Linked DNA regions of Hordeum vulgare: region 1 is linked to region 2. A link is a contact called in public Hi-C data. All regions are on one chromosome and are shown on one strand. Each heading gives the region's core, a stretch centred on a gene start, on an enhancer-like site or on the middle of the called end of the contact. The rest is flanking DNA. Distances are from core to core; before and after follow the strand shown.

Region 1 (3,288 bases), core at 204-2,703, 170 kb after region 2:
TCTCACCTGGCAAAGGAAACCGGAGTCACCACCTATATTTTGGCTAGAACTATATACTTGAGAATTCTACATACTTCATCAATTTATTCCTCCTAGTCACCTTAGGGACTCTACTAGTTTGTCCCCTGAGGACTATCTGATTATAACTTTTCTGTTACTCATCTGAAAATGGGATATAGAAGACAACAGATTGCAATTGCAAACTTGCTCTGCCACATGAATAGATCAGAGTCAATTATTATCTGTTAAGACTGTCTCACAGCGGGAAAATTCAGATAAAAATTCGAAGTAGAACATAAACAACCAAAATTATAAAGCTTCCATCTAAGTGTATGGTTCAGATCTAAGAAATTAACCTGCAAAAGATAACCAAGTCACTCATTTTTTGCATGTGGTGGTAATCTGTGTGTATCAGAAAGGTTCCACTGCATGGTGTAAGCCCTACATCATCAGAAATTATGTAGCAATTGCAAACAACTTATCCGTAACAATTATGCAGTTTATCAGCCAAACAACAAACCGAATTCCCGTCTTCACCAGAGAATGTGGGACTCACTACTAAACTACTCATTACCCATGGTGGGGATGAGATTGGGTAGCAACAAACCTTCACATCAGCTAGCATAGCAGTGAACCTTGAACTCGGTATAAAGTACAAACAGATGACCGAAGGGACATAACTATCTCTAACTACTACCCCATAACCGTCACCAACTAGCTAATCCATGTACCACTACTATCTAATCCCCTGAGTGACCGGATACGGTTAAATAAAAAAAATGATCATCGCTAACGAATTACAATTGGCTGCTTGCCACTTGGCTAGGCATAGGCTAAATGCAGAGGTGCAAAGTCTGCTTACAAGCTCGTCGTCTAAGACTACATGGTAAAACAAGTTCAATATAGAGCAGCATTCCGACACACACTAACATAATTTGGACGCACATCAGCAAGAGAGGACACACCTACCAGAATAAATTAAATTAATCAGTCGCTGGCAGCACGATCGGAGCAAACATTTCAGGAATCCAAAATGAAATCAGACACGAGGAGGTGCGATAGAGCGGCGGCGAGGAGGGTATGGCGAGCGACTCACAGGTTGAAGACGCAGCGCGTGACCTGGCGGCCCTTCTCGAGGCACTTCTCGGGGTTGGGGTCCTTCTTCTTGCAGTTGAGGAAGGCCACGTTCTCCGGCCGGCACCGCACCGCGATGTGCTTGGACGCCGCCATCAGCACCGACGACGTTGGGATCGGCTCGCCCGAGGCGTCCACCGGCGTGCTGCTCGCTGACATGGCTGCGGGCGTGGGGCCTCGATGGAGATTCTCGGCTTGGAGATCTGGGGGCGAGAGGGGCCAAGGGGAGGAGAGGACCGGAGCAGATGGAGAGAGGCGAGGTTGGGGGCCGGAGGCGGAGGTGCCTTCCTCTCTGTCAGTGCCGTTCCTGGGCTTTGGACTTTGGAGTAGCTACGGGCCTCTTTGTTGGGTATATAATTGTGACACTAGGCTAGGCTGCTTGGGCTTATCTATCTCTAGCCTGGTAAGAAGGAAAGGGCCCGCCCTTAGTTTTCATTTCTTCCCTAAAAAGAAAATTCTCATTTCTACTTTACAACATATTTTTGTAAGAATTTCCCCCTTCTCCCATCTTCAAGAAAAAGAAGAAGAGAAATAATACCCCTTTTAATTTTCTTTTGAGAGAACTATTCACTTTAAAAAAATATATTCACCAAACAACATGGTATTTATGAAAAAATGTGAGTTGTGGATTGGTTACGCTGCCTCCTCTCAAGGACGTTTAACTCTGTTAAACTCATACTTATCTAGTATTTTTTATTAATATATGTCCATGTTTCTTCTTCACAAAATCTTTATTGAAAAGTTGGATAAACGCAGACGTCGCTTTTTCTGGCAAAGTATGGGGGGCAAGAAAGATACCACTTGGTCCGATGGGGTCATGTTTGTAGATTAAAAAATAAGGGTGGCCCAGGGGTAAAAGATCCACGCAAGAAAAACATTAGCCTTTAGCTAAGTGGTGGTGGAAACTTGACACATGGCAGGGGCTTTTGCAAGATATTGGCAAAGCCAGGTATCTCAAAAAGGATACTCTTGCCACACATAAGAAGAAATTCAATGATTTCCCCATTTGAAAATCGATCATGAAAGTGAAAGATCATTATATGAGTGGCAAGATAATTCAGATCAGAACGGGGGACATTGCTCGAGTCTGGCTGGATCACCTCAATGGGTCGCCTCCTTTAAGTATTCAATTCCCGCAGTTATTTGAGATATGTAAATTCCCTCACATGATTGTTAGCAATTGGGTTGGTGTGGATGTGGTCGATCTGTTTCGCACACGACTACAACCCCCATTTGATGAGATGTAGGACAAGATACAAGAAGCTGTCAAAGTATCCCTTTATCTGTGCACCGGGGGGGGGGGGTCAGGTTCAGTGGGCCTCATAGCTCCACTCGTAAGTCTTCTGCTAAGTCCATGTATAAACATCTAGAAAAGAACATTGCGGGGTGTGATTTTCGTTGGATCTAGAAAGTTGGGATTCCTTTGAAAATTAAAATTTTCCTATAGCAACTCTCGAGGATGTTGTTTTGACAAGAGATGCCATGAGCATGATAAACTGGCATGGGAACAACAAATGCTCTTTTCATGCTAAGTGTGAGACTTCACATCACTTATTTTACTTATGCCCTATGGCCAGGGTGGTATGGGGAACTGAAAGTGCGTTATATCGACTAGAGGGGGGTGAATAGGAGATTTTTAGAATTTCATCACTGAGGAAATTCCTTTTGAGGAAATTCCTCACTGATGACTAACTTACAGCGGAAACAACAAAGGATTGGGAGTGCAAAGTATCACTACAGCAGTTCTTCAGGATGAAGAATATGAAAACAGTTTGCACAGTATGCAGGCACGCAGAAAACAGATGAGGATTAACTCGCGTGAAGAATTTGGGTGAGGAATTTCAGAGAAAGTCTTCAGCAAATTCTTCAAACAGTGACAGTGAAAATCATCAACACACAATCTGAGGAATATAAATAGTTAAGGAAATAGAACCCGTTTCACAGTGAAGACGGTGGTTGATGACCCAGTTCCAACTGCTGTGACAGTTGTACATCTGGTTTGGAGTGGCTTAGTATTGAAACCAAAGGACACACAGTCCCTACCGTATTCTCCTTGGGCTAAGAACACACAGTCCTCGCCCAACACTCGTGGTAAGTCTTCAGGGCAGACTTCCAAACCCTCACAAACTTGGTCACCTGGCGATCCACAATTGA
Region 2 (3,391 bases), core at 227-2,726:
CTTGACGATGTACAAGTTTTCGTAGGAAGGCACGGTCTCTGCACCTTTTTGCTACAAGAATGCATATACTTAACAAAACAAAGAAACATGATACGTCACATGGAGCATCAAATAGGGTCCGGGAAAGAGCAATACCATCAAGATCTTTGGGCCATCTGCTAGCCATTGACGACAAATTGCCTCTATCTCAGATATAAACCTAGATGATTAAGAAACTCAGAAGTGCAATCATACTTAATTGGCCCTTTGCAGATAACTGTAGATGGGCTATTACTAAAAGGGGGAAGCACTGAGTACCTCTCCCAAGATGAAGCAATGGTGAAATCATCAAATCGGCCGAGCTGCACAAATGCATAAAGTATGATAAAGCAACAGATAATTGACCACTCAGACATATTCAACAGAAGCAGAATGCTGACTTCTAAGATCTAGTAAACTACAGATAGAAGGCCTAAAGTAAAACAACACATTGAGAAAACAAGATCCTACCAACCAGTTACATGCTCCCAAATGGGTGTGACCAACAGTACCAAGCAAAGCACAGGAGCTACAGGCTACAGCTATCCATTGGTTACTAATGGCGTGCACACATTGACATATGATCCCATCATACTGCATACTCCTGCAGAAGTAGGCTCCCATGGGTGACAAATGGGCCAACAATTAGTTGAGGTCTCAGTCTGACGGGCCAATACATCCAATCACCAAACTCTTTACAGCCTTCTAGCAACCGCATCACATTTAGCGTATGATGAAACATCCACTTATCTAACTCTTGGTCTGACGGACCAAATATAACAAGTAACAGCCGCATCAGTCACATTACCGTGACCTGGTTGTCACGCAACCACAACAGCAGCAGCACGCCTGGCAGGCACATAAAACTGAACCCCCCGGATGGAAAGCTAGCGCACGGCACCGGCGGGTAGTAATCACGGTCGATAGAGAGAGAGAGCAGCAGCAGCAGCCATCAGAAGCGTGCGTACCTCCTCCTCGGCCTCCTCCTCGTCGTCGTCCTCTCCGATCCGGCGATGCTTGGCGTGCTTGGAGGAGGTGGAGGCCATGGCGGCGTCGGCGATCCCCTCCCTCGGCGAGGCGGGGGAGGAGGTGGGGTCGCGAGGAAGTTTCCCTGTCTGCCTCGTTGGATCGGTGGGGGGGAGACGAAGTGGAGGAGGAGGAGGAGGAGGAGGAGGGAGGTAGGGTGATGTGCCCATACCGCGTCGGCCGAAGAATTCGCGAACTTGGTAGTGGTGCGCTGGCCGCACGACAGCTCTGGAGCTATGGGACACCCAGGGACAGACCGTGTCCACGGTGCACCAAGACTGTGTCTAGCTATATTTCTTTTTTCTTTTTCTTTCTTTGGGTGGAACTTTTTTTTAGAATTTTTTTAGTGGAACTATGTACTATCAGTGGACCGGGTATTGGGCCTTAGTTTAGGACTTGGGGACCACATGAGCTTGTGTATATCGGTCCACTGGACCGGGAATAATGGAGGGACGGGCAGAAAGTTGAGCGGGAATTCCCTAATTGCCGTATTCTGTGCAGTAACAGCCGCATCGAGCAATCCTTCTAACTGGGCCGGTCCATTCAAACGGAACATCTTCAGACGTTTTTGCTAGTTTTGGGAACTTCTAGAAAGTTTCAGCCGGTATTTTTTGGTTTTGGGAAACTTCAACAAGGTTCCCTGAACCCAGTTTTTTTCGTTTTACTTATTTTTCTTCTTTTTCTGTTTTGTTTCATAAAATGTTTTGGATTTTTAAAAAAATCAAATTGAAACAATGTTTTTGCTTTTTAAAAAAATATTATAAATTTCAAATAGTTGCTGTTTTTTAAAAACATCCATAACTTCAAAAAATTCTCGGGATATTCAAAAAATGTTTCGTTTTCTAAGAAAATGTTCGGTATTTAAAGAAAAATGTTCCTGATTTTCAAAAATGTCCAAATTTCGAAATATTCTCGCTTTTAAGATATTATTCATAAATTCAAAAAATGTTCTGAATTTTCAAAAAAAACGTAACTTCAAAAAAAATCTGGATTTATAAAAATATTCGGTATTTCCGAAAAATGTTTGGTATTTTTAAAAAATGTTCATTTTTAGAAAAATTGGTATTGTTTCCATTTTTGTTTTTCACTTTTTTTCTTTTCCTATTTTTTGTTTGACATTTAAGAAATTTTGTTTTGACTTTCAAAAAATGTTCCCATGTTTAAATTGTGTTCGCTATTTATATTTAAATGTTCATGCTTCAAAAAATAATCAGGGATCAAGAATTGATGAAAAAAAATCATAAATTTGTGAAAAAATGTTCCTGTTTTACGAAAATTGCTTCTCTCTTTTTACAAAAAATTGTTCAAAAATTGAAAACTTTTTCAAATTTTGTATCAATTCTAAATATGTACATGATTTCAAAATGCTCAGGAATTTTTCAAAACGTTCTTCATTTTCTAAAAAAAAATTTGCCTTTTCAAAAAATGTATGTAAATTCAAAAAATGTTATTGTTTCAAAAAGTGTACATAAGTTGAAAAAATATTCCTGCTTCAAAAATTGCACAAATTTTTTCAAAAATATCCGTGTTTTAAAAAATTCTAGTATTCAAAAAACTGCATGATTTTTCAAAAATGTTTCCGTTTGGAAAAAGGAAAAAAATAAAAGAGCAACATTTTCCAAAAGAATGGTAGAACATTTTAAAAATATAGTCTCATTCTAAAAAAATTAGAATTGTTTCAAAAACTGCACATTTTTTAGCTTGAGAACATTTTTAAAATTTTGATTTTTTCTGAAATTTTTAAGAACAAGAAAGAGTAAATAAAAATAAAAAGGAATAAAATAAATAACAGAAAACGGAAAAAGAAAAGTAGAAAAGAATCAGAAAAAGCGAAAAAGAAATACACTGAAAAAAGAAACAAAAGAAAAAAAACAGAAAAAACCCTGTAAATACTAATTTAAGATCCTTCTAGAAGGTACCCAAAACCGGTCAGGACCCTTCTAGAAGGGTGCCAAAACTGGACAATGTAGCTTAGGTGTTCTCTCGTAATTGAACATGCCCATTTCGATCGTTAGTTCGCCCGCGCATGTGCAAACGAGCGACAACGTGTCACAGGTAGGAGCTCCGAGCTGAGCGAGAGTTGCTTGCCTTTTTTCTTAAAATACTCCCTCCGTCCCAAAATAAGTGTCTCAACTTTGTACTAGCTCTAATACAAAGTTGTACTAAGCTTGAGACAATTATTTTGGTACGGAGGGAGTAGCTCACAATCCATGCTGAATGGTAGGGCTGCTTGCCTTGCACAAGACTTAGGGCAACCGATGCCTAAAAATGGCGAAGGATCTCACGGACAAAAAATTTAATAGAGTATCTCTACTTCATTAAATTTTTATCGGACCTAACCGATTTC

The links. Hi-C and Micro-C count contacts between places; a contact is called where the count stands out from the background.
Region 1: a Hi-C map of leaf shows a contact between it and region 2, with 9 times the contacts expected there. The contact joins the promoter of LOC123448890 here to the promoter of LOC123448888 in region 2. A contact is called at or near these places in 6 of 6 Hi-C or Micro-C datasets (leaf, seedling and an unstated tissue) and 1 of 1 datasets of contacts at active chromatin or transcription factors (embryo).

Annotation. Positions count from the first base shown.
Region 1 is chr4H:448,215,134-448,218,421 of MorexV3_pseudomolecules_assembly, forward strand. LOC123448890 (NADH dehydrogenase [ubiquinone] 1 alpha subcomplex subunit 8-B-like) reads right to left here and starts at 1,454. Exons shown (of 2, transcript XM_045125926.1): 1 at 1,097-1,454. The coding sequence starts at 1,293.
Region 2 is chr4H:448,041,217-448,044,607 of MorexV3_pseudomolecules_assembly, forward strand. LOC123448888 (rab3 GTPase-activating protein catalytic subunit) reads right to left here and starts at 1,477. Exons shown (of 21, transcript XM_045125924.1): 1 at 987-1,477; 2 at 298-341; 3 at 136-199; 4 at 1-51. The coding sequence starts at 1,214.